Linked DNA regions of Mus musculus: all the other regions are linked to region 3. The links are chromatin contacts, called in public promoter capture Hi-C and targeted proximity ligation maps. All regions are on one chromosome and are shown on one strand. The core of a region is the stretch at or near the end of the contact, and the rest is flanking DNA. Distances in the headings are between cores, read along the strand shown. Region 1 holds the start of Snx32 (sorting nexin 32). Region 2 holds the start of Cst6 (cystatin E/M). Region 3 holds the start of Batf2 (basic leucine zipper transcription factor, ATF-like 2). Region 4 holds the start of 4930481A15Rik (RIKEN cDNA 4930481A15 gene). Region 5 holds the start of Trpt1 (tRNA phosphotransferase 1). Region 6 holds the start of Fibp (fibroblast growth factor (acidic) intracellular binding protein). Region 7 holds the start of D330050I16Rik (RIKEN cDNA D330050I16 gene).

The links. Promoter capture Hi-C pulls out the DNA fragments that hold promoters and counts their contacts.
Region 1: a targeted proximity ligation map of bone marrow-derived macrophages shows a contact between it and region 3, with 9 times the contacts expected there. A contact is called at or near these places in 1 of 39 promoter capture datasets (liver), 1 of 130 datasets of targeted methods (bone marrow-derived macrophages) and 1 of 9 other capture datasets (embryonic stem cells).
Region 2: a contact with region 3 is called in a promoter capture Hi-C map of pre-B cells, with 4 times the contacts expected there. A contact is called at or near these places in 2 of 39 promoter capture datasets (liver and pre-B cells), 1 of 130 datasets of targeted methods (large pre-B cells) and 1 of 9 other capture datasets (liver).
Region 4: a promoter capture Hi-C map of liver shows a contact between it and region 3, with 5 times the contacts expected there.
Region 5: a promoter capture Hi-C map of liver shows a contact between it and region 3, with 2.4 times the contacts expected there.
Region 6: a contact with region 3 is called in a promoter capture Hi-C map of liver, with 5 times the contacts expected there. A contact is called at or near these places in 3 of 39 promoter capture datasets (erythroid cells, liver and pre-B cells), 1 of 130 datasets of targeted methods (bone marrow-derived macrophages) and 2 of 9 other capture datasets (adipose tissue and liver).
Region 7: a contact with region 3 is called in a promoter capture Hi-C map of liver, with 4 times the contacts expected there. A contact is called at or near these places in 1 of 39 promoter capture datasets (liver) and 1 of 130 datasets of targeted methods (bone marrow-derived macrophages).

What each region holds. Positions count from the first base shown.
Region 1 is chr19:5,508,248-5,511,873 of GRCm38.p6, reverse strand. It overlaps Snx32 (sorting nexin 32), which reads left to right and starts at 1,357. Exons shown (of 13, transcript NM_001024560.3): 1 at 1,357-1,541. The coding sequence starts at 1,503. It also overlaps the pseudogene Gm31166.
Region 2 is chr19:5,347,452-5,351,037 of GRCm38.p6, reverse strand. It overlaps Cst6 (cystatin E/M), which reads left to right and starts at 1,464. Exons shown (of 3, transcript NM_028623.5): 1 at 1,464-1,943; 2 at 2,516-2,641; 3 at 2,989-3,586. The coding sequence starts at 1,704. The coding sequence ends at 3,072.
Region 3 is chr19:6,162,724-6,166,322 of GRCm38.p6, reverse strand. Batf2 (basic leucine zipper transcription factor, ATF-like 2) reads right to left here and starts at 1,884. Exons shown (of 3, transcript NM_028967.2): 1 at 1,770-1,884. The coding sequence starts at 1,808.
Region 4 is chr19:5,405,139-5,408,696 of GRCm38.p6, reverse strand. It overlaps 4930481A15Rik (RIKEN cDNA 4930481A15 gene), which reads right to left and starts at 1,882. Exons shown (of 4, transcript NR_027938.2): 1 at 1,614-1,882.
Region 5 is chr19:6,994,604-6,998,051 of GRCm38.p6, reverse strand. It overlaps Trpt1 (tRNA phosphotransferase 1), which reads right to left and starts at 1,921. Exons shown (of 7, transcript NM_153597.2): 1 at 1,528-1,921; 2 at 1,275-1,356; 3 at 1-119. The coding sequence starts at 1,587. Nudt22 (nudix (nucleoside diphosphate linked moiety X)-type motif 22) reads left to right here and starts at 2,015. Exons shown (of 6, transcript NM_026675.2): 1 at 2,015-2,044; 2 at 2,317-2,810; 3 at 3,283-3,381. The coding sequence starts at 2,334.
Region 6 is chr19:5,458,534-5,462,294 of GRCm38.p6, reverse strand. Fibp (fibroblast growth factor (acidic) intracellular binding protein) reads right to left here and starts at 1,688. Exons shown (of 10, transcript NM_021438.4): 1 at 1,517-1,688; 2 at 1,136-1,334; 3 at 779-905. The coding sequence starts at 1,601.
Region 7 is chr19:5,386,169-5,389,702 of GRCm38.p6, reverse strand. D330050I16Rik (RIKEN cDNA D330050I16 gene) reads right to left here and starts at 1,367. Exons shown (of 1, transcript NR_033224.1): 1 at 1-1,367. Sart1 (squamous cell carcinoma antigen recognized by T cells 1) reads left to right here and starts at 1,000. Exons shown (of 20, transcript NM_016882.3): 1 at 1,000-1,388. The coding sequence starts at 1,076.

The DNA of each region.
Region 1 (3,626 bases), core at 108-2,607, 650 kb after region 3:
TCTCTGATGGATCCTCGCCTCTCTCCACTGTCTGACATCTTCTCTCTGATGGATCCCCGCCTCTCTCCACTGTCTGATACCTTCTCTCTGATGGACCCCCGCCTCTGTCTACTCTCTGTCGCCTTCTCTCTAATGGATCCCCGCTTCTCTTCACTGTCCGTCTTCTCTCTGATAGACCCCCGCCTCTCTCTACTGTCCATTTTCTCTACAACAGACCCCCGCCTCTCTCTACTGTCCATTTTCTCTACAACAGACCCCCGCCTCTCTCTACTGTCCATTTTCTCTACAACAGACCCCCGCCTCTCCCTACTGTCCATTTTTTCAGCAGAAGACCTCCGCTTCTCTCCCCTGCCTACCACCTTGTCTCCAATGGGTACCCGTTTTTTCAAGTTCTCTCCACTAGACTCCAGTTCCTCATTCGGCCTCAGCTGATCCCCTCTGGACCTCAAGTCCCCTCCAGTGGTCCTCAACCTGTCCCTAGATTTCAAGTTTTCCCCACGCTCTGCAGTCATCTCTGCACTCGTAGTTACACCAGCTTTGAGTCTATCCTCCAACTCTCTCCAAATCTCTGGGCTGTCATACTCCAAACTTGCTCGAGCCTGCACCGCCCTTCTTACACTGCTCAGGAGCTTCGCGACCACTGCCTCCTGTTGCAGGCCCGATTTCTCTCTTGAGAACTTCTTCCCGGTGCCCTCCAGCTTCCAGTCCTCAGATTCCAACTTTGGGTTAGACTTTTGCACGTTTCTGTCCAAGAGTTCCACTCTCTTCCCAATCACGATGAGTCCATTCCAGGGTACCCACACCTTCTCTTTCTCTCTCACTTGCGCCTTCTTGCAGTGTGACTTCGGTGGCGATTTCCTTTGGTCCCCCCGAAGAATATGGGCGCGGGGTATCCGGGCCTTATTGCGTCCCCGCGGCTCCTTAAGCTGCTTACTCCGTACTTTCTGGCCCGGGTGTGAAAACTGGAACGGAAGCGCTTTCTCCACAGACATTGCAGCCTGCCCTCGTCCCTAGACCCCCTGACCCACTCGAGTTCCCCATTCCTCCCTACCCAAACCTCCCTCCCAACCCTCGCCCCCCCTCCGGACTCCCCGCCCCGCCCACCGCCTGGTGGCGCCAAGCTGCCCTAGTGCGCATGTGCGCCTCTGCTCGTGCCCGTTAGAAGAAGGCGGGTCCCGGAACGGCCGGATTCGTAGGGGTCCACCTGCGGGACTGACACGTGACCTCTACCCTCAGGCCCTGGCCTATCCTGGTCCGGCTTTCTGGTGCCGCTTAAATGCCCACGTAAGATTGATAGGCCTCAAAGCCAATAGAGGCTCATGTGGTAAAACTGCTGTCTAATCAGAAGGAGCAGCTGTGGGCAATGGGACCCACCCAGGGAGGCCGCAGCTAGTGTCAATGTCAGCTGATAGCATCCCTACAAGGTTCCCTCACCCAAGCTCTTGGAACGCGCAGGCCGTGGCTTGTCGTAGGATTCCTGTATATCCCAGCTAAGGAGCACCATGGAGGAGCAACATCAGGAAGCTGGAAATGAGAGTAAGGTAAAGGAAGGAAATAAAACGTCTTCCTACTCCACCTCACTTCATCATACCATACCAAGCAGGGAGAGAGATCTGAGCACGGGAATGCGGCGCTTCTAAGGCCCCTGCATAGGGCCAGGTTGAGGATGCAAAGATAATCAGGATTTTTGTCCCAGCCTGCATAGATGGAATCCCGCCTCTGCCCCCTCCCCCAAATCAACTCAGTACTGTCGTGATGGGGGAGAACAAGGCAGTCTGCAAGCGACTGAGAAGGGTGAGAGAGTCCTGTTGAGTTTACAGGCTCACCTGTGTATTCGTGCCTATATATTTGTAAGACCATCCATCCATTCTTCGTTTATTCCTCTCAGCCTCAGTCAGCAGTTATTGGGGAGCTTCATTGTTTTGGATTGCATCAACTCTCACTTGAGGTAGGAGTGTAGTGAGCTGGGACAGAGATAGGGGATGGAGCTGCTGTGCTGTGTTCTGAAAGTCACATCTCTGTCAAGCAGAGTGGGTGAGAGTAGAGATAGACATCAAGAAGAAAACCAAGGACAAGGGGTCCTGCTGCAGCAAAGAGCTAGTCTGCCTGTGTTTGAAGGGGGGGAGTGAGGGCAGAAAGCCTGCCTTGGTAGTGTCACACAATCCAAGAAGTGGCATTTGGGATTCAAATGGAATTTGGAGGGCTGGCCATGGCTTTCTGTTTATACATGTTCATATAGAAATGTATATAAATAGCCAGGCATGGTGAGACACACCTTTAATCCTGGAATTTCAGCGGTAGAAGCAGAGGCAGAAACAGGAAGACCTTTATGAGTTCAAGGCCAGCTTGGTCTACATAGAGTGTTATAGGCAAGCCAGGGCTATATAGTGAGATCCTGTCTCAATAGTAAAAGGATGTATATATGTACATATGCCGTGTGTGTGTGTGTGTGTGTGTGTGTGTGTGTGTATGCTTAGAACATGTTTATAAAGTGATTAGAAGCCAGATATAATCCCAGCACTTATGAGGGTGGGGCAGGAGGATAACCACGAGTTTAAGGCCTGCTGGAACTACAGTGTGAGAGTTTGTCATAAATACATAAATTTATTTTTTAAAAGATTTATTTATTTTATGTTTATAAGTATACTGTAGCTGTACTTGTGGTTGTGAGGCATCATGTGGTTTCTGGGAATTGAACTCAGGACTTCTGCTCACTCTGGCCCCGCTTGCTCCGGCCTCACTCGCTCTGATCCAAAGATTTATTTATTATTATATGTAAGTGCACTGTAGCTGTCTTCAGACACACCTGAAGAGGGCATCAGTTCTCATTATGGATGGTTGTGAGCCACCATGGCGTTGCTGGGATTTGAACTCAGGACCTCTGGAAGAGCAGTCAGTGCTCTTAACCTCTGAGCCATCTCTCCAGCCCCATAAATTTATTTATTAGAACAATGCCTAATATATTATAAGGCCAAATATAAATATTACCTACTGGTATTGTTGTGGGTGCTATTCCTGAGTGGGTACTGAGAATGCGTTCTGAAAGTTGAATTATTAAACTGATGAATGTGCCCAGATTTGTACAGGCAATATTTTCTGAAAATTCTTTTTAATATTCATTCTCTAGATTAAATACTGCCTTCACAAAAGATCTTTCAATTTCAAAGGCAAAGCTGGAGAGATTGCCCAGTCCTTAGGTGCTCTTGCGACTCTTGTAAAGGACCTGAGTTTGGTTCTCAGCACCCAAATTAGGAATCTCTGAACTGCCTGTAGCTCCAGCTACTGGGGCTCTGATGCCAGGGCTATACAGAGAAATCCTGTCTCAGAAAAGAAGGAGTGGGGGGGGGGGGAGAGGAGGAGGAGGAGATGGTAATCCCCTGATCTGACTGTTTCTATTATATGCATATTCCAAATTATCATCACTGTACCTAAAAATATGTACAAATGTGTCAACTCAAAGAAACTAGAAAAGATATTTCTGGCCAGTGAGATGGCTCTTTGGGTCAAGGCCTTGCCACCAAGCCTGACAACCTAAGTTTGATCCCAAGACCAACATGATAGAAGGAGAGACTCCTACCAGTTGTCCTCTGGTCTCCATATACTACCATGACACACTTGTGCCCGCA
Region 2 (3,586 bases), core at 215-2,714, 810 kb after region 3:
CAGTGTCCTTAGGGATGAGAGTGTGGAACTGTCATTGTCAGTCAGAAGAACAGCTTTAGGAAAAAAGACTTGTCATCCTATTTCCCGTAGGACACCCAGGCCCTGAGTGACTATCCAAAGCCTCCCAGTTAGAAAGATGGCACCTGGCGTGACTCACCCCTCTTCGGAGGCAAGTCTTTCTTTTCAAACTCAGCCTGAGCTAAGAACATAGACAAGAACTTGACCTGGTAGCACAGGCTTGTAATCCCTGCCAGGAGGCTGAAGCTGGGAAGCCACAGACTCAAGGCCTGCAGTCTACAGAGCAAGGGCTTCACGGTCAGCCTGGGTGATCAACAAGTCCCTATCTAGAGATAAGGAGTAAAACGAGGGCTGCATGCCGGGCATGGTGGCGCATGCCTTTAATCCCAGCACTTGGGAGGCAGAGGCAGGCAGATCTCTGAGTACGAGGCCAGCCTGGTCTACATACAGAGTGAGTTCCAGGACAGCCAGGGATACATAGAGAAACCCTGTCTTGAAAACAAAACAAACAAACAAACAAACAAACAAAAAAAACGAGGGCTGCAGGTGAAGTGTTTGCCCAGCATGCATAAGACCCTAGGTTCAAGCCCAGCAAAATGAAATGAGGCTAGGGATATTAGTTGGTAGAGTGCTTGTCTCTAGCACACATGAAGCCCTGCATTCTGTTCTCAGCACCAAATAAAATATGATGGTAATGCTAGCACTTGGAAGGGAGAAGCAGGGAGATCAGGAGTTCAAAGTCATCCTGAGCTATGAAATTCAAGGTCAGCCAGGGACACACAAGATCTTATTTTATAGCACACACACACACACACACACACACGACTTAGGCTCTTCAGTATACTTACTTACTAGGGACCAGTTGAAATCGTTGCACATATTACTTCTCCCTTCTGTGCCATGGCGTCCCACCTCTGCAAAGTGAAAGGGTCAGCCAACCGGGTCCACCATGGCTGTGAGGGACAGTAGTGCCGGCTTGAGTAGTAAGGACTCCTACCCACCCACCGTTTGTTTGCATGGCACCCGGCCTCTCTTAGGCTCTTTACCTGTGTCAGTTCATCGATCCTTATAGCATTTATTTTTCAGAAGAAGAAATGCAGGCTGGGAGTTATAATTTCTCTAAAAATGGCACGATAAGAAAATGGTGGCAATGCCGGATGATAGTGGTGCACACCTTTAATCCCAGCACTCGGGAGGCAGAGGCAGGTGATTTCTGAGTTCGAGACCAGTCTGGTCTACAAAGTGAGTTCCAGGACAGCCAGAGCTACACAGAGAAACCCTGTCTCGAAACAAACAAACAAACAAGAAAGAAAGAGAGAGAGAAAGAAAGAAAGAAAGAAAGAAAGAAAGAAAGAGAAAAGGAAATGATAAAATGATAGCAGTAAGAATGTAACCATATAATTGCTTTTGGCAACTCAAACGTCAGGGCCCTGGTATGAACTGTTCTCTCCCTCCTGGGAGATAGGAATGATAGGCCAGCATCTCTACACGTAGAGGTTCTGGGACCTGTGTGCCATCTCTGGTTCTTACACTGCGTAGGTAGGGGAGGTGCACCCGCCTCCAGGCACCTGCAAGCTGGTCCAGGCTTGCTAAGGAAACAAGCAGGCGTTGGGCGGGGCCGGGAGGGGCCCGCGAAGGCTGTAAAAGCCGCGCAGGATGGAAGTCCAGACACTGAATCCGCGGCTATGGAGCGTCCTCACTTCCCGCTGGCGATGGGCCTTGGCCTGCTCGCATTCTGCCTCCTGACCCTGTCACCTGACGCCCGCGCCGAGCTGCGGAGCCGCAGGACCGGAGAACGCCAGAACTTGTCACCCACCGACCCGCGGGTGCAAAAGGCCGCACAGGCAGCTGTGGCCAGCTACAATATGGGCAGCGACAGCCTCTACTACTTCCGAGACACCAAAGTCATCGATGCAAAATATCAGGTGCGGTGGCTGGGACAGAGGTTGTGGGACAGGTTATGGAACAGAGTGGCTGTGGAGAGGGACAATTTGGAGAGGGACAGGGACAGGGGGACCGAGGACAGGTGACAGGAGACAGGAGATAAACAGAGAGCTGCTTAGCTTGCTACCAAACACAAGGGGGCACTAAAACCAACCATAACCCCCAGACCTTTCTATGAAATACTTCAAAACAAAACAGATTAGTAAAGTCCTCTGGAAGCAGCGCTATCTAACTATCAAAGAAATGCAGGATGCAGCCTCCTTTGGCATAACTAACCTCACTTCCCCAACCTGCCAGGTGGAGTGGAAGGGCCCAGTGTAGGTGCCACATACCATTCACCTTTACAGTCTAGCCGCAGACAGGAGCTCTCCAGCTTCTTGCCCAGCCTAGGGCTCTGCTCACACACAGAAGTTCCTGCCTCCACTCCAGGTCTGAATATGTAGGTCAGAGGGTTGCATTTGCCTGGGAGAGTGGAGACTCTTAGAGGGAGGGAAAGCATAGACACACAGGTTGGACTCCCAGGCATCTCTCACCTGCCCTGTTTGGTTCCCAGCTGGTGGCTGGCATCAAGTACTACCTGACTTTGGACATAGAAAGCACAGAGTGCCGAAAGACCAGAGTCTCTGGAGAACACATGGACCTCACCACCTGCCCTCTGGCTGCAGGGGGGCAGCAGGAGGTAACAGCACCGACCCCATCCCAACCCCATGCAGGGTCTGAGGCCCTTAGCTTGTCTATCCTGACCAGTCTATCTGGTCAGGCAGAAGCCTGGCTCCACCTGTTCGCTTTGGCTCTTGTATGACTCAGGCCAGGGTGGAGTGCAGAAGAGAGACTGGGGATTCCTCGTGGGGTAGGAGTTGCCTGAGATAAACCTGGGAGCATCTCCTGCCTTCTGATTCCATGTTTTGGGACCACTCATGGTCTGTCCCCGGCTCCAGAGAGACGTGGCCGTCAGGGGGGCTGACTTCTGGGAGGAGGAGGTTGCTGCCAACCTCACCCTCCTTGTCCTCTGTGCTTCCCTCTCAGAAACTGCGTTGCAACTTTGAGCTCCTTGAAGTCCCCTGGAAGAACACTACTCAGCTTCTAAAGCATGACTGCGTGCAGGTGTGACCGGCCCCAGGGTGACAGAGTCAGGGCCCCATGGGAACAAGCATGGTGGAGGCGCCTCAGGGCCACGGGCCACGTCTGTTGCAATAAATCTGCAGCTCTGCTTCTTGCACTGCTTTCTCCTGTGTGTTTCACTCACCCTGACCCTCACTCTGCTCCCAGTGACTCTCAGAACCCCACAGCTGACTGGGCACCATGTCCTTACCCTCCAGGGGAGCCCCTACTGATCCCTCTGAGGCAGTACTGAGGGTAGGGTCCTCAGAGGAAGCCCCTCTTCCAGACATTTTCAGTGGTCTCAGAGGAGGAAAGAAAGACACAGAAGATGGATACCGGAGACTAGCTACAGTAGGGATGTCTGTGTGAGCCAGTCCAGCCTCTCTCCCAGGGTTCATGCTGGGACTCCGAGGAGGAGGGTGTCAAAACCTGGGGTCAGGAGGGTCGCAAAGCCTGATGGCTCAGACCAGTGAGTTTTTTAGTGACACAGCTCTTGTTATTGCCCTCAAATGGTGAAGCAGCA
Region 3 (3,599 bases), core at 635-3,134:
TAACAGTCCTCCTGAAGACACTGCACTCCTTACAGTAACGCCAGCCCTACCCCGTGTCTAGCTTACAGCTTACTTAATAAGTAGGGAGGGTGGGATTTGAACCCAGACCATAGCAACCTCAAACACACATTCTCAAAAGTCAGCATTGGCTTCTTCTGAGTGCAATAATCTCAATGGTAGAACAGAGGCACATGGTATTTTCCCAACTGTCCACAGACAGTGAAGGAAAGAAGGTGAGAGTAGACACCCCAGAGTGAGCTGCCATTCCTATGATCTTCCAGCCCACAACCCCACAAAGGCAGCAGGGTCAGGGTCTGATATGATCCCATGTGCCTGTCCTCAACTCAGTCTAAAGGGGCTGGCACTCACTTACTGAAACAACATTTAATTTCCTCTGTGTGTGTGTGTGTGTGTGTGTGTGTGTGTGTGTGTGTGTGTACACTGTAGGAGGACAGCCTTAAGTATCATTCATGTTCAGAAGCCATCTGCCTTCTTTTAATTTAAGTTGTGTGTATATGTGGTGACCTGTGTATGCATGTGAGTGTCTGTACCCTTGGAAACCAGAAGCAGGTGTTAAGTCCCCTGGAGCTGGAGTTACAGGTGATTTGGTTGTGAGCTGCCCCGTGAAGGTGTTGGGAACCAATCTCGGGTCCTCTCCAAGAGCAGTGAGCATTCCTAACTGGCCCCCACCTAGTTTGTTTGTTTGTTTGTTGTTTGTTTGTGAGATATAGTCTCTCACTGGTCTGGGACTCACCAGTAAGACTGGGCTGCCTGGTCAGCAAGCGCCCCTCTCCCAGGGCTGGGCTTACAGGTGCTTGCCACCTAACCAGGTGCTTTATGGATGCTAGGGACCAAGCTCAGGTCTTTAGGCTTCCGAGACAAGTACTTCACTGACTATGCTATCTCCCCATCCCTTCAACAAACATTTATTAAACATCTACTATGCACCAGGCACAAAACTAGAAGGGCACAGAAGTGGGAAAAAGAAGAAGAAAAAGGAGGAGTAGGAAGAGGAGACAAAACAAACAAATAAAATTAGGCAAAATGGCAAGATGTAATGGAAGGATTAGTTCAGGCCAGACTTGGCTACATAGTGAGTTTGAAGCCAGCCTGGGATACACGAGATCTTTCCTCAAAGCAGGAATGTCACCTACCTGGCACAGAAGAGATCTACAAGACTCCATGCTCACTCACAGGGCAGTGGGGCGGCTGCCTAGAACTGATGGAGATTCCATTGGGCAGAGAGGACTGCTCCTGAGAGCTCTGAGCCCTCCAACCCCGGGGACCACAAAACTTAAATGGAACTTGAAGTCAAATGCCTAGAGCGGGACCCTGTCTCTGTCACTCCACCTCAGGCAAGACTCCAGCCACTCTGGCTGAGGACTCTGCATGTCCCTTGGATTGTGGCTATATCCTCCTCAGGGCAAACTTCAGACCAGAATAGAGGCTGGAGAAAGACAGAGTCAGCGAGGAAAGAAGGCAGCTGTGATTTGGGAGACTAGAGAGAGAAGGGAAGGATCTGGGAAACGCTGCAAGGTGAGAGCAAATGGATTGCGAGGAAGCAGTACGCACGCATGCAGGGTCCAAGTTCAAAGCTGGAGACTGGTCTGCAGTGTGAGCGCCAGGAAGTCATTCCAGTGCCCAGGAGGAACTAAACCGTGAGATGGGAGTGTGCAGCCCAGTTCCCAGGTCACACAGATCATGGTGACCTTACTGCAGCCTTCCTTGTCTCTCTCCATAGCGTTTCTTTCCTAGTCCCCTGTACTCACTGTCTCAGTCAGCAGCTCGCTACTCCCACAGAGTTGCATGGCTTAGGCAAGGGGAAAAGAGGTTCAGTCTGGTCCTGGATGTCCCCTCAGCAGCTGTCCCCTCCCAGTGACCTATGGAGGCCCAAGGAAGTGGTGGCTCTTTAAATCCCCAGTGGCCACTCCGCCCCTAGCACACCCAGTTTCAGTTTCTCCTAAAACCATGGGCTGCCCAGAATCCCTGGCTCTTGCTCGCTCACGCTCACTCACGTGGGTGGAACTTCCTAACAAGAGCAGCCTTCCGGTTAGGCCCCTTCTCTAGAAGAAGGATGGTGGAGGGTAGATGGGAGCAGTTAACAAGACCGTATCCTGGAGAGGGCTGGCAGGATGCCAGGGACAGAACCTAGAGGAAAAGCGGGGTTGGGGTGGGGTGCGTGAAGGAGCCCCCATAGTCTCTGAGAAAGTCCAGGTTCACAGTCCACACTGGAGCTGTGCAGCTTTGAGAAGGTGATTCACCTTCTCTGAACTTTGGTTTCCTTATCTATGAAGGGTATGGGTAGGGTGGAGCAAATTTCCAGGCCTGCGGCTGGGTGTGCCTGGTGTGGTACTTGCACTGGAGAAGCAGAGGCAGGAGAATCATTCATGAGTTTGAAGCCAACCTGGGCTACATAGTAAGAACTAAAAATTCTCAAAATATAAAAGTTCCCAGGCATAACAAAAGAACTGTGACAACACGACCACTCCAAACTCTCTGAGACCGATGTTGGACTCATGCAAAAAATCAACAATCAGAGCTGGCGTGATAGTGCTCGTGACTGCACGAACCTCCAAATCTCAGGACTCAGAGGCAGAGCCCAGCAGGTATCTGAGTTAAAGGCCAGCCTGGTCTACAGAGTAAGTTACAGGACAACCAGGGCTAAATGATGAGACCCTGTCCCACTGATGATGAAGAATTTAAACTTTTTAAATTTAATTTATGCATACCAGTGTTTTGCTTGCATGTATGTCTCTGCCCTACATATATGCCCCGTGTCCTCAGAGGCCAAAAGAGGGCACTGGAGCCCCTGGAACTAGAGTTTCAGATATTTATAAGCAAAAATGTAGGCGCTAGAAACTGAACCTGGATCTTCTGGAAGAATAGCCAGTGCTCTTAATCGCTGAGTCATCTCTCAAGCCCACAAAATAAAACTTTTAAAGGAATCTTTATGTCCAAGTTTATATTTAAAAAACAAAAAGTGCTAAATCTGGGCACAGTGGCAGATGCCTATAATCCTTGGGAAATGGAGGCAAGAGGACCAGAAGGACAAGGCAGTTTATGGCTACACAGAATTGGGGTCTAGCCTGGGTTAGAAGAGACGGTGTCTCTTAATAAATAAGTAAAGTAAATAAAAATAAAAAGACTGCAATTGATTAGTAGTGTCTGCCATGTCGTGATGTCTGTAATGACCAGAGTTATGCAACACAGGAATCTTTTGCCATCTCTAGAACTGGTCCTGAAGCCAGCTTGAGCCTTAAGAGATGAGCCCTGGTGCTCTGCCCACCAAATTTATCATCCATACCTTCTGTGTGTGATCCCTTTGCTGTGGATGATAAAGTCATTCCTAGTCCACAGAGCTGTTTGAAGGGGAGGAACAGGATGAAGAGAGCCCTTCCCTATTAGAAAGCACTGCCCAGCCTGGTGCATCTTCTCTTTGAGACTTGCAGTGGATCTGGATTCTAGGATCGCTGACATATTCATAATTGAAACTGTTGGGTCGATGAGATTGGACGTGCCAGCAGGACCCTATCACCTTGCTTCTGAGAGCCCTGGGGGCAGGGGCTGAAATGGGTTGACCTAGGCTACCCATTTCTTGG
Region 4 (3,558 bases), core at 633-3,132, 760 kb after region 3:
GCTGGACTCTGTAATGAGCTCTCTACACGATGCCTTAGAGAACGGGGCCTAGGGAGCAAGTAAGGTTGCCAAGTTCACTTGTTAAGTTTTGTCCTTGTCTTGACCTCTCAGTGGCTCTTCTCACAGTTAGTCACTTCCCTTTTGTTGAAATACTGTTCCTTTGGCTGAGAGCCCTTACTTACCCAGCAGTCTTTGCTCTTTTGTTGTTGTTTTTGAAACAGGGTCTCTATATATAGTCCTGAGTGTGCTAGAACTCACACGGTAGACCAGGCTGGTCCTGAACTCACAACAGAGATCTGCCTGCCTCTGCTCTCACGTGCTAGGATTAAAGGTGTGCGCCACCTCAAAAGTCACAATCTCTGTGCTGGTCACTTTAGCCTGGTCTCCGTGACCTCTCCTGACCCCAAGGCATCCTGACTTCTGCTCTTCTCTCTCAGCACCCCTCAGCTCAAGTGTGTGACAGTCTCCCTGACGAGTGTCTTCTCTGGACCCACCCCCATCTGACTTCCCATTAGCAGCCAGTGTTGGAGTCTTCTAAAGTCACTAAAGAAATCTCTGCTAGCCTGGCATGAAGGCACACACCTTTAAGAAAATTTGAGGCTAGCCTGAGCTGCAGAGTAAGATAGTGGAGGTGACCCCCCTAAAACATAAAATAGGGGATAGTGAGGTGACTCAATGGGGAAAGTGCTCTCTGTGCAAGCCGGATGACATGAGTTCAATTCCCAGAACCCACATGAAAGTGGCAAGAGAGAACAAAGTTGACTTCTGACCCCACATACATGCTGTGGCAGTAGCCACCCCCTTCCTATCATGCACACACAATAACAATAAAAATAAATAGAACAAATGAATGAGTGATTTAAAATAAAGTGACTGGTTTTACGTCACCGTCAGATCTCTGAGCTTGACTCACTCTTACTTTGTGTTCGCCTCTCTGAACTTGATTTAGAACAACACAGTTGCTGCTCTCCTGGCCAGTGGAGCCCCTACCATCGAGCACAGAGGGAAGCGTCCTTCCTATCCTCACCCTCTACTCCAAACTCCTGCTCTCCTATTGTAAAGGGATGGGAGGAGAACGGTGGTAAAGGAGGAGTGGGCATGACTGGCTCCTCCAGGTGCTGGATAAAGCTACTCCAGCAAGATAAAGCTACTCCAGCAGGAAGAGATGCTCAGCAGATGGGAGAGTGTACCACAGATGGGAGAGTGTACCACAGATGGGAGAGTGTACCACAGATGGGAGAGTGTACCACAGATGGGAGAGTGTACCACAGATGGGAGAGTGTACCACAGAGGGTTCAGCTTCCAGGTCCCACATAGCGGCTCATAACGATCTGTAACTTCAGTTTCAGTGACCAGCGCCCTCTTCTGGACTCTCTGGGCATGTGGGGCACGGACATACACGCAAGCAAAACATCCTTACACATTTAAAGAGTTTAAACTACAAAAGCTGTTCTTATCTGTGGGTGCTGCCTGTGTTTTCTGGGACACCTTTCCAGATCGACCCCAACTTCAGCAAATGGTAGCCCCTATGTTTCGATGGCTCTGATTTTCTTCCCTCTGGCACACGCAGACCCATTCTATGGGGGCTCCCCTCACAGGATCCGTTTTTTTACCTTAGGGTTAGTCAGTCTCCACTGCCAGGCCATACGCTTGCTGGAGGTCACGGCACTACTGACGCCCTGGGCCACCACAACACCAGTGAGCCTCTTGAGCTTTCTTAGAGCACTTAGTACCAGATTTAGAATTAGAAGACAATTCACCAGTCAGGCGTGTGGTGCAGGCCTTTAGTCCCAGCACCCAGCAGGGGCAGGTGGATCTTTGAGTTTGAAGCCAGCCTGGTCTACAGAGTGAGTTCCAGTCCAGTCAAGGTTACATGTTGGGAGCCGCCCCCACATTCGCCGTCACAAGATGGCGCTGACATCCTGTGTTCTAAGTGGTAAACAAATAATCTGCGCATGTGCCAAGGGTATTTTACGACTACTTGTACTCTGCCTTTCCCGTGAACGTCAGCTCGGCCATGGGCTGCAGCCAATCAGGGAGTGATGCGTCCTAAGCGAAGGATAACTCCTCCTTAAAGGGGACGGGGTTTCGGCCATTCTCTCTTGCTCTGCGCGCCCGGCGCTCTGGCTCCTAAAGATGTAAACAATAGAGCGCGCTCTGCGCTTTGGCGCGCCGGAGCTCTGGCTCCTAAAGATGTAAGATTGGGGTGGCTTTCGCTTTTGGGGCTGGGGGTTTGCGCTCCTGGCTCCTGAAGATGTAAGCAATAAAGTTTTGCCGCAGAAGATTCTGGTTTGTTGTGTTCTTTCCTGGCCGGTCGTGAGAACGCGAATAAGAGTTACACAGTGAAATCATGTCTTGAAAAAAAAAACAAACATAAAAAAGGAGGAGGAGGAGGAGGAGGAGGAAGAGGAGGAGGACAGGAAGAGGGAAAGAAGACAGTTTAGTAGCTTCAGGTTTGAGATCTCAGCAGGATACCAGCTGTTTCCAAACTGATGTCATTACCAACTCACTCTCTCAAAATTTACCCTAGAGGCTGGCAAGACACCTCAGCGGGTAAAGGAGCCACGAAACATAACGTCAACCTAAGCTTGACAGCTGAGACTCACACGGCAGAAGGGGAGAACTGACTATAAGTTATCCTCCCAGTGGTCACATGCATCCCAGACCACACACCCCAGCCTATCCACAAATAGATAAATAAGTGTAAAAGTCTAAGAAATCTACCCTTGCACCGGGAGCACGTTTCAGGAGGCAGGGTGCGTGCCTGGGATGCAAGAAGCCTTGAGTTAAGGGTCCAGCACCAAATAAACCAGGCACAGTGGCGAGCACTGTAATCTCCACGCTAGGGAGGTGGAGGCAGGAGGATCAGAAGTTGAAGTTTATCCTTGTCTGTATAGCAAGTTCAAAGCTAGCCTGGGCTACATTAGACTCTTTCTTAGATAGATAGATAGATAGATAGATAGATAGATAGATAGATAGATAGATAGATAGAATCCAATTTGAATCCATTCATACTTCTGACAAGGATGAGGGTCAAAAGTGGCAGAGTGTGGATCAGGCTGGGGCTGGAGAGACAGCTCAGAGGATAAGAGCACTGGCTGCTCTTCCAGAGGATTTCGGTTGGGTTCCCAGCACCCACATGGAGGCTCACAACTGTAACTCCTTTCCAGATCCAGTGTTCTCTTCTGACCTCAGCAGGCACTGAATTCATGTGATATACATACAGATATACTTGTGGGTAAAACACCCATACATATCAAGTAAAAATGTCAATATTTTTTAAAAAATTAAAAACAATTAAAATGTGGCACACACTTACAGTTCCAGCACTTGGAGCCTGGGCAAGAGGATCAAGAACTCAAAGCCAGCCTGGGTTGCACAGCAAGAACACATCTCAAGAGCTAGGCTTGGTGGCACATACCTTTAAACCCAGCACTTGAGAGACAAAGGCAGGCAGATTTCTGTGAGTTGGAGGGCCTACCTAGTCTACAGAGTGAGTTCTAGGACAGCCAGGGCTACAGAGTAAGGCCCTCTCTTGAAAACAAACAACAAAAAACC
Region 5 (3,448 bases), core at 672-3,171, 830 kb before region 3:
GCCTGGCTGCAGGGTAAACCGCTGCTTTTCGTTGGTATTGACCACGAGCTGCACATCTTCAATGGAAAAGCTGTGGAACTGGGGCAGCTGCAGGAGGGCTTGCAGGGGCACAAAGCCATCTGCAGGTAGCCAGGTGGGGATACGCTCAGGAGGCGGAGCTATAGTTACCAGGGAGCCCAGGCAGCTGGAACAGGGCTAGGCCTGGGAGATCACAGGTGCTTCCTTTCTGTGACTTTCAGGAAGGCTTTCCTTTTGGGGTCTCAAGATGTTGTTTCTCTCCCCCACCACTAGACAGGGTTTCTCTGTGTAGTCCTGGCTGTCCTGGAACTCAATCTGTAGACCAGGCTGCCCTGGAACTCAGAGATTGGTCTGCCTCATGACTGCTGGGATTAAAGGTGTGAGCCACCCCCACCCCCAGCCCTTGTTTTGTTTTTTCCTGTGCTGGGGATGGAAGCCAGGGCTTTGCAGCAGGCAGGAGAGAGCTCTGCTAAGGAGATGCATTTCTGCCCCAGGCCTCACTTTATTTAACATGGGAAGGTGCCCGCTTCATGGTGGGCATATTGGTAGACGCCTATAAGCTTAGCACTTGAGAAGGGCAGGCAAAAGAATCAAGAGTTCAAGATGAGGCTAGCTTAGGCTACATGACATTTTGTCCCCAAAATGAAAAATGAGGCTTTCTAGATGGTGCCACAATTAAAAAAAGCACTGGCTGTTCTTCCTAAGGACCTGGGGCCGGGTCCCAGCACTCACACGGCAGCTCCCAACCACCTGTAATTCCTGTCCCACTGGAATGCAATGCTCTCTTCTGGCCTCTGCGAGAGCCAAGTATGCACGTGGGGCAGGCAAAACACTCATGCACATAAAAAACCAAAACCAAAACCAAGACAAACAAACAAACAAAACACTACAAAAAGAAACCAGAACAGTGTGTCTGCTCCAGGGAGAGTAACATAGCAAGCACTAAGTATCCGCCCACAGCGGCCATTCAATAAACATCAGTTGTTCAGTATGCTCCTCTGTCCATCCTTGGGAAGTGTTGATTGGGCCAGTTGGTCGAAAGAGACATCATGAAGTCCAGCCTAGACAGGGGCTCCTCTTCCAGAGGATATGAAAGAGGTTCTGGGCCTTGTACATTTTTTCCCCTGTACATTTGGAGGGTGTGTCTATTCTGCATTCCTCTTGGGGCAATGTTAAGAATTAAAGTCGAGGAGACAGAGGTTCCAGTTGCTCTCTGGGCTCCCACCATTCCTCCCAGTTCCAGCATGGTTACTTACCAGCTCGCATGGGAAGTCCCAGCTTCAAGGCCCCGTGGCGAAGGGCATAGGACAGAGCCTTAGACAGCTGCACATTTCGGTCCTGAAAGAGTCCAGTGATGATCTGAGTTTCAGTAGCCAGCCCTGGATGTCCTACTGCTAAGGCAGGCTAGAACAGCGCCCATGGTGCTGCAGTCTACCCCACCAAGAAGCTAAGGCTCAGAGGGTCTCTCCCATGTCCTAGCGTTGTGGGTAAGGCTGGAAAGGTGCGCACCTGTTCCCGGGGTCTATGAGTCCTTCTACCTTCCTTCCTCCTTCCTCCAGGGGCGTTCATGATCAAGACCTGTAGGGAGCAGGGAGTGTGGGTTCTCTGCCCAGAAAGTTACAAAAGCTCAGGATAAGAACCGCACTGCTCATCCCACCCTAGTTCAGCAAGGGAACTTGAGGCCCAGCGGGCGAGACTTGCTCAAGGTCACACTGGCAGCCTCGAGGCCCGAGGGATCCGGACCAGACCCCGGGCCCTGAAATCAGATCACAGCACGGCTGCCCCGGGCACCGGGCTGGCGTATGCGTTGACAAGTAGGTCGGCGGGTCTGCATAGATCTGAAGGGCTCCACTGCGGAGGGCGGGATCCGGACCTGAACACGGACTGGCTAATGGGAAGCCAGGAAAGAAAGGGGCGGGTACTTCCGCTTGGGGAAAGGGGTGGACTTTGGGGGCCGGGCCAGCCGCTAAATTCCGAGATCAAGCTTCCAGATCCTGGGAGTAGATCAAGCGTGTCCAGGTTGGAGGTAGGACTCCTGGAGTTGGGGGGGGGGGGGGCGGGGGCCTTGAGAGTTTTGGGGACCTAGTGCTGCTGGGTGGTAGGGTTGCCAGAGGCTTTAGGGGTTTGGGACAGCAGGATTCCAGGGCGCCTGCTGAGCTCAGTACTCTTGCTGGAATGATGCTCGCAATAAGTAGTCAGGGATCTGCAAAAGGACTGGGGAGCACTCAGGAGTTCTGTGGAAGAGAGGGTCAGCTCGTTTCCTAGAGTGACAGGATGGCCATCTGTGTCCTCTGCCAGAGCTGCCCTGTCAGACTATGGACCCCGAGGTGTCCCTGCTGCTGCTGTGCCCTCTTGGGGGACTTTCCCAGGAGCAGGTAGCAGTGGAGCTGAGCCCGGCTCATGACCGTCGTCCATTGCCTGGAGGAGACAAGGCCATCACTGCCATCTGGGAGACTCGGCAACAGGCCCAACCTTGGATCTTTGATGCTCCCAAGTTCCGCCTTCACTCAGCCACACTGGTGTCCAGCTCGCCTGAGCCACAGCTGCTCCTGCACTTGGGTCTAACTTCCTACCGGGACTTCCTGGGCACCAACTGGTCCAGCTCAGCCTCCTGGCTGCGACAGCAGGGCGCTGCAGATTGGGGTGACAAGCAAGCCTATCTGGCAGACCCACTGGGGGTGGGTGCCGCACTGGTCACAGCTGACGACTTCCTTGTCTTCCTGCGCCGCTCTCAGCAGGTAGCGGAAGCTCCCGGACTGGTGGATGTACCCGGTGGGCACCCTGAACCTCAGGTAAGATGACTGGCTAGGTCCAAAGGCTCAAAATCCAAGCACTCCTGGTCCTGGTTTCCTCTTCTCATAAAGGGAAAACCGGCTTGGTATTTCTGAGCCTGCAGGCGCATGCTCTGCTGTCCAGGAGAATGTGGGGCCCAGCTGAGCACAACCCATGACTCTCCACCACTACTGGGAGGAAACAAGGTGCTCACTGCCATCTGGGAGCCCCAGCCATAAATCTAAGCTGGAACACACCTATGGAAGCTAGGGAACATGGGAGGAGAGACTGAAGGGAGGATGCCTCTTCTTATCCGATCCATGTAATCCTTCCTAGCTGGGCTTCCGATTGCTCTCCTTGGAATAGGTGGGCCTGGGTTAGGGATTGCCAGGACTCTCACACTGAGTCTGCTCCAGGCCTCCATGCCCAGCAAGAGAAAAGCGGCGGTGTGGGAAGTGGCATAGATGAAATCTGAGCCTCAACTTTTCACAGGCCCTGTGCTCTGGTGGCATCCCCCGGCACAAGGACCTCCCCGGGTTGCTGGTGGTACGAGAACTCTTCTCCAGTGTCCTACAGGAGATCTGTGATGAGGTGAGCCACCAGGACCCCAGACAGCATAGAGGGTATGGGTAAGAGGGTAGAATTGGCTAGAAATCCA
Region 6 (3,761 bases), core at 439-2,938, 700 kb after region 3:
CTCCTGAGTGCTGGGATTAAAAGCATGCGCCAGCACCCCTGGCATGACTAGGTATTAATAACTACCATCATTTGACAATGTTTGCCAGCCTTTGGCATTTTTCCTTAAAAGAATGCTTACTTATTCCTGTCCTTAAGTTCAATTTAGCATCACGACCGTCAATCTCTGGCTCTTCAAGAGCCTGAATTAGAACGGATTCTCCTGAGTAACTTGGAGTGAACCAAGCAGCATACACACACGAACTCATTCTAGACACAAAGGAAAGGCACTCAAGGCCTATAAAGGTTGTAGCAAGAGCCCAGACCCATACCCATAGCCATCTGCGCCCAGTTTACACCCTGGTACTTCTCCCTTAAAGACAAGGCATGAATGCTACCAAAACGGCTCATGGATAAGGTAGGATCTAGCTCCCTTGTCGATTTCAAGGGATAGATGTGGCCAAGAACAGCATCTTCTAGGCAGGAGTACCATGAACAAAAACAAACTTGGGGCTCAAGAAATGTTAAGTCCAGAGAGGTCTATAGTGACCCAACCTGAGTCTGAAGGTCGAGGACAGTGGGAGCCAATGAAAATCTATAAGCAAAGGAAAGCCACGGTCAGACTGAGCCTAAGCCTGGTCCGCCTGGCCAGAGGGGAGGTGGAGGGAGGAGAGGGTTTATATGAAGAAGGAACTGGTTCCACAATCATGGGCTAGACCACGGGCTAGAGGTGGGGCTAGAGTAGTAAGAAGGATCCAGAGGTGGGCTAGACAGGTAGTGGTGTTATGTGTAGAACCCACCTGCCTCCGGCAGCTCTTGAGAGTAATTCCTGTTTTGGTGCTGATGTCATCCAGGTCTTTCTTGGTACCCTTGGACAGCTTCTTGCCCAAGACCTCCCGAACAAAGGCCTCATCAAAGGTGTAGTACCTTGTGGAGGCACAGGTCATTATTGGTGATCCATTAGGGAAGGAGAAGGGAGTTTGGAATTGGTTTCTCTTGTTCTCAATTTTCTAATTTCCTGAGTTCACCCCATCTACCCCTGTGTATATCCCAATACCCTCCCCCCAGACTCAGCTTCAGTCTACAAAATGGGTATAAGTCAGATTGACTGACATCCCTGCCAGTACCCACCCCCGTCCCCCACCCCTGGTGAGCACCTCTCGATGAGGAGTGTCTGTCGGGAGGGAGGAATCTGGAAGATGAGCTGGTGCAGCAGCTTCGGCGGCGCGTGCAGCAGACGCTCAAGCATGTGAAAGGTGCGGTAGTGGTCCATGGTGTCGCTCTGCAGCACTCCTGTGGTGGCTCCCGTCTGCTCCAAGATTCCGGAGCGTACTCGCAGAGCCACTGCATCGTTCACTGAGGAGTGGGCGCTACCATAAGACCCTAGAGGCCCTCCAGGGGTTCCACCTCCACCTCCAATCCTTACACTTCCCCGACTTCCCGCAGTCTGTCCACTTCCCTAAACCAAGCCTAAATCCTAGCCACGCCCCCTCTTCCCGATCCCCAACAACAGCTTCCCGGGAGGGCGGCTCACAGACCTGAGTAACCATCCAGCCAGAGGCGATACACGTCTTCATCTATAAGGGTCGTGTTCCCCACGAAAATGTCTAGTTCGCTGGTCATGACGATGCCCGGGCCGGGTTCGCCCGAAGCTGGAGCTTGTACGGGCCCCGGCCGGGCGAGTAGCCGCAGAGCGACTTCCGGGAGTTCGGAGATTTTGCTCCGGGCACCCGGAGCTGATGAAGGACCACTTCCGGGACGGAGCTAGTGAGACACCGCTCAGCTCTGTGAACGGTTTTTCGGAAGATGTCGGGATAGTCTTCTCTCAGTCTACCCTGTCTTGCAGATTCTCCCGTTAACCCCTTCTGTCACTCCCATCTTCTCAGTTTTCTCAGAGCCTCCCAGTTTTGACCTGTATCCTAAATTAGAATGTTTCCAAGGTTCTATCGTAGCGATTGCTAGGTGTATGTGGCCCTTACTTCCATTGTCCATAAGACAGACAGATGACCATTTTTCTTGTTCCCGGAGTGTATTTATTTTTATTGTTTTGAATAATGTGTATGTGGGGAGAGGGTGTGTACGTGTGAGTGCAAATGTTCTTTGAGACCTGAGGTATCAGGTCCCCTGGAGTTAAATTTACAGGCAAATATGAGTTAGTTGCACATATGGTTGTGGTTCCTTGCTTGTAACCACTTAGCTTTCTCTCCAGCCCCAGTTTTTCACCACATACTACACCCACACACAAGCTAGTGACTTCACTTAAAGTCTTTCAGAGCTCTGCCTGGAAGTAGGTATCTGCAGGGGCACCCATCTAGTAAGGCTGTCTTCTTTGTCTTTTCATGAGGCAGTAAAAGATTTACACAGGAGCCACCAAGCCTGAGTTCGTTCTCCTGCACCCATACTGTGTAAGGAAAGAACCAGCTCCAGGTTTTGTTTTGTTTGTTTGTTAAGACAAGGTCTTACTTTGTAGTCCAGGCTAGTCTAAATTGGCAGCAGTCTTTGATCTTCAACCTCCCAAGCATTGAGATTACAGGATAGGAACCACCAGTATACCTAGTCCTTATCACCTGATCTCTACATATGTATGCACTGTTGTATAATACATAAATATAGCTTACTGGCTATAATTACTAATAAAATTAACCCTGTATAACCTTTAATCCCAGCACTTGGAAGGCAGGCAGATATCTGAATTGGAGGTTAGCCTGGTCTACAGAGTGAGTTTCAGGACAGCCAGGGCTACACAGAGAAATCCTGTCTCGAAAAATGGGGGAAAATGAGTTCTACAAAAGCCAGTTCATCTCAGTGCACTTGCGGGTTGCTACCTAGAGACAGGGGGAGGAGGTCCTGGAGGAGGTCCTGGTTTATAAGACCAGGTCTCCCACTCCACTTCTGGTCCCTAGGCGGAGCACATTTTAGGGTTTCTAGACAGATCCCTCTCAGCTCCAGTCTGTTTCCCTGTACTCTTATCTCCGTGGCAGCCTCAGCACCCATCTCGTTCTAGAAACCTGGGCTATCTCCCAAATTTCTCTCTTCAGGCATTCAGAGCTGTTGATGTGCCTGCTGAGTGCCTCTCTCTGCGGCTTACTCCCCGCCCCACTGACTCAGTGCCAGCCTAGTTCTGCACAGCTCTCTGTTCACTGACACAGTGTTATTCATCTACAGTGCACTCTGCCACCAGAATCCACCCCACACAGCACACGTGGAGACTTCTTTGGCGGGGACAGAGTTGGGGACAAAGTCTCCTACAGATCAGGTCTTGAATTTGCTGTGGGGAGGATGACCTTGAATTCCTGAGGCTCCTGCAGCTCCCTTCCAAGTGCTGGGATTACTGGCAAATACCAACACAACTGGCTTCAGAAAAGTCTTTTTAAAATGTATATTTTCTTGACTGTGGTGGTTCATGCTTGTAATTCCTACACAGAGGCCAGAGAATCTCCGTGAATTGGAGGCCAACCTGGTCTACTTTCAGGCTCTCCAGGATTACATACCCTGTCTCAAAACATTTTGAAATGTTATTTCCCTCTTTAAAATTCTACCTGGCCTTTGTCAAGCCTCTAGCCCAGAACTGCAGGTCCTTAAGAACTCGACATCTATCCGCCATTGAAGTCTACTTCCCTTTCCAACTTCAACCTCTCAAGCACTGGGATTGCAGGATAGGAGCCACCAATATACCCTGCTCTTCAAAGCCTCCTCATCTTACCACTTCCCATATACCCACGCTTACCAGACTCTCAGAACTAGCCTCGCTTAATCCTAAAGGAGCTAGACTCTCCAGGGCAG
Region 7 (3,534 bases), core at 118-2,617, 780 kb after region 3:
ATGGGAGTGTGTGAACCCTTAACTTAAACCCTTAACCCTTTACTCAACCCAAAACAAAGCAACCAAACTAAACAAACAATCAAACAAACAGAAACCCAGGAAAAGTCGAGAAAAGCATGTAATCCCAGCCTGGGCTACATAGTTAACAGGCTAGACAGAACGGGAAAAACAAAAAAAGGAGGGAAAGCATATACATGCACAAATGTGCCGAATTTGCACTCAAGCCTGGAGTGGCCATGCACACGAGAGGCTGACAGAGGGACTGTGGTGGGTTTGAAGACAGCCAGGGGTAAGTAACAAGTACTAGACCTACCTTTACAAAAAAAGAAAACTAGAAACAAACCATCACTCAGTATCACCAGGTTTATAGGCACAAATTCAAAGAGCACTCCAAAGCCTAGTTAAAAAGGTCCAATCCAGCTGGGCGGTGGTGGCGCACGCCTTTAATCCCAGCACCTGGGAGGCAGAGGCAGGCGGATTTCTGAGTTCGAGGCCAGCCTGGTCTACAGAGTGAGTTCCAGGACAGAGAAAACCCCTGTCTAAAAAATAATAATAAAACGGTCCAATCCATCAGTCTAGGGGACATAGGATGACGGTAGCGTTCGCTAAAAGAAAGAGTATTTTCCAACTCTGGATGGAGCCCCGGCACTAGGGAGCTTGCTTGGACAGTCACTGGAGAGGGGGCTGCCCACAGAGAGACTTGAGGCACAGAGCACCACGAAGCGATCAGAGTGGAAGGGGAAGGAGGCAGGGGAAACTTCTAGCTCCGGAGATGATGACCCAGTACCATGCTAAAGTTCTTACGGCTCTACGACTACCATCTTAGATGGCGCGAGAGGGTGGACGGCGCAGTCTCTACAGGTGCGCGTGCGCAGAGACCAGTAGCTGGCAGGCGGGACCGCGCACCCTCAATCAGTCCCTCCCGTGAGCCTTTGGAGGTTCCCAGGCAGGCCCCGGAAACAGCCCCTCTTAGTTTCCGGCAACAGGAACGGGGCGGTCGCGCGACCCGGAAGCGTTCCCATTTCGCGTCGTCTGGGCTAGGGTAGCGGCCCGGCTCCAGGCGGACGCAATAATCATGGGGTCGTCAAAGAAGCACCGTGGCGAGAAGGAGGCGGCCGGGACGACGGCTGCGGCCGGGACTGGGGGCACGACCGAGCAGCCGCCACGGCATCGCGAGCATAAGAAACACAAGCACCGGAGCAGCGGCGGCGGCAGCAGCGGCGGCGAACGACGGAAGCGGAGCCGGGAGCGTGGGAGTGAGCGCGGGAGCGGGCGGCGTGGGGCGGAAGCCGAGGCCCGCAGCGGCGCGCACGGTCGCGAACGAAGCCAAGCGGAGCCCTCGGAGCGGCGCGTGAAGCGGGAGAAACGCGATGACGGCTACGAGGCCGGTGAGGGCGGGGCCCGGGGGCGGGGCAGGGTCTTGGGATGCCCAGGACGGAGGGTACGGGAGGACCTCGAGGGCCATCTGCCTCTCGGGTTAAAGACGTCCTCCGGGTGTTTGGGGTTAAACGTTGACGTCTCCACGTTAAGCTTTAAGAAGACAGGAGTCTTCCTGCCTTCCCTGTCTTCCTGGCACTTCACAGCAATGCATTGGGTGGGTGAATGAGGTGGGACGAGCGTGTACAGACAATCGACCAATAGCTCATAGCGGAGACATGAAGCAGTAAGATAGGCTTGGGTCTGAACCAGCGCTGTAAGCCCTGTTGAGAAGTTTGGGCTTTGTTATGAGGATGGTAGGGAGCCAAGGATTTGAGTAAGCAAGTGACTTGAATTGCATGATATTTTATGAAGATCAGTGGGTTGAGAGCTTGTCAAACGTAGGACCAGAGATCAAGAGATCGGGAGGGAGGTCCAAGCAACCAGGTGAGGGCTAATAGTATGCATGTTTCTCTATGCAGCGGGCCGGAGAGAAGTGGACAGATTGAATAGGAATTCGGTCTGATTGGCCTGGTGAATGGAGGTGTCATCTGTTGGAACTGAGTTTAGAAGAGAAGCAGATTTGAGGCAGGGGAGAATGACACAGTTTTGGGAGAACTTTATGTTTGGTGTATATGGGAAACCTTACAGTTTAAGTGAGATAGAGTGACTTTGGGCTGGTGTGTATTCAGGAAACCAAAGAAGTGCCTTAGAACATGTGGAATGAGAACGAGAGTCAGGCATAGAACCTGCTAAATTCCAGTAGTTCAGTTGTGGGCAGAGGAACATGTTGAGGAGCATAAATAGTAGCCAGTGGCAGGAACCCACAGTCTGCCCATAGGATCTATGCAAAGAGAGCATTGCTGAAGTGTGATCCACCACAGGACATTAATCTTTTAAACAAAGGATTGTTTTTATGTTAATGCATTTGAGTATTTTACCCTCATGTGCCCGTGCCAGCAGAGGTCAGAAGAAGGCATCGGATCCCCTGGAACTGAATTAGATGGCTGTGAGTTGCCATATGGATTCTGAGAACCAAATTTGGGTCCTCTGTAAGAACAGCAAGTGCTCTTATCCCCTGAGACATCTCTCCAGTCTCCAGATCAGAAATTTTCTTGAAAGTAATCTGCTAGTTGGAAAAAGGGAGACTTGGGACTTGACAGTTCCCACAGAAAGTGGAGTGGTGCCAAGGCAGAGAAAGGGACTGTTGGGTTAAAGAAGAGAGTGACTGCAGTGGTTGAATACGGCAGAGATTTTTGAGAAGATGCCCTCCTGGTAGGGCCTGGTTGGGGGAGCTAAATTTGATGCATCTTCCTCTGTATGGTGTTTGTTGAAGTTCTCTTCTGTTTGTGGGATGGGTAGAGCAGGTCCAGGGTGCATGCCTGCTTATTTATGTTCTTGTTTATGTACATGTACCTGTTCAGCAGCCATGGATGAGCTGGGTTACCCTGAAAGGGGGGCTGGAAATGAAAAGGACTGGGTGCGAGAGAAGGATGAAGCCAAGACAAACGTTTCTGCACGGCTCAAAGTTCAATAGTCAGCCCTGCATTTATATAGGGAGAGCCCGCAGATTTGTTTCTGCTGGACTGAGCTGCAAAGTGAGCTCAGTGGGCAGTCTGCTCCTGTGGGAAGTTGACTCCACCTGGGTCTGGGTCGTTACTGTAGCCTGCTCAAGGCTGGGGGAAGGGCACGTGTATACATCGGGCGTGGAACACTGCTGTGGGCAGAAAGGGCCAGAAATGGTGAGCAGTGCTGTGCAGTTGAAGGCAGAGCCTTAACTCTGGTTAGTAATTGAACAGGGCTTCATGGTGGTTCGAACTCAGAAGTCCACCTGCGTCTGCCTCCCAAGTGCTGGGATTAAAGGCGTGCCCAGCCCACTGCCCGGCTCTTGATTCTTGATAGAATTTTATCGGGGCTGGTGAGATGGCTCAGTGGGTAAGAGCACCCGACTGTTCTTCCGAAGGTCTGAAGTTCAAATCCCAGCAACCACATGGTGGCTCACAACCATCCGTAATGAGATCTGACTCCCTCTTCTGGAGTGTCTGAAGACAACTACAGTGTACTTACATATAATAAAAATAAATAAATTTAAAAAAAATAAAAATTAAAAAAAAAAAA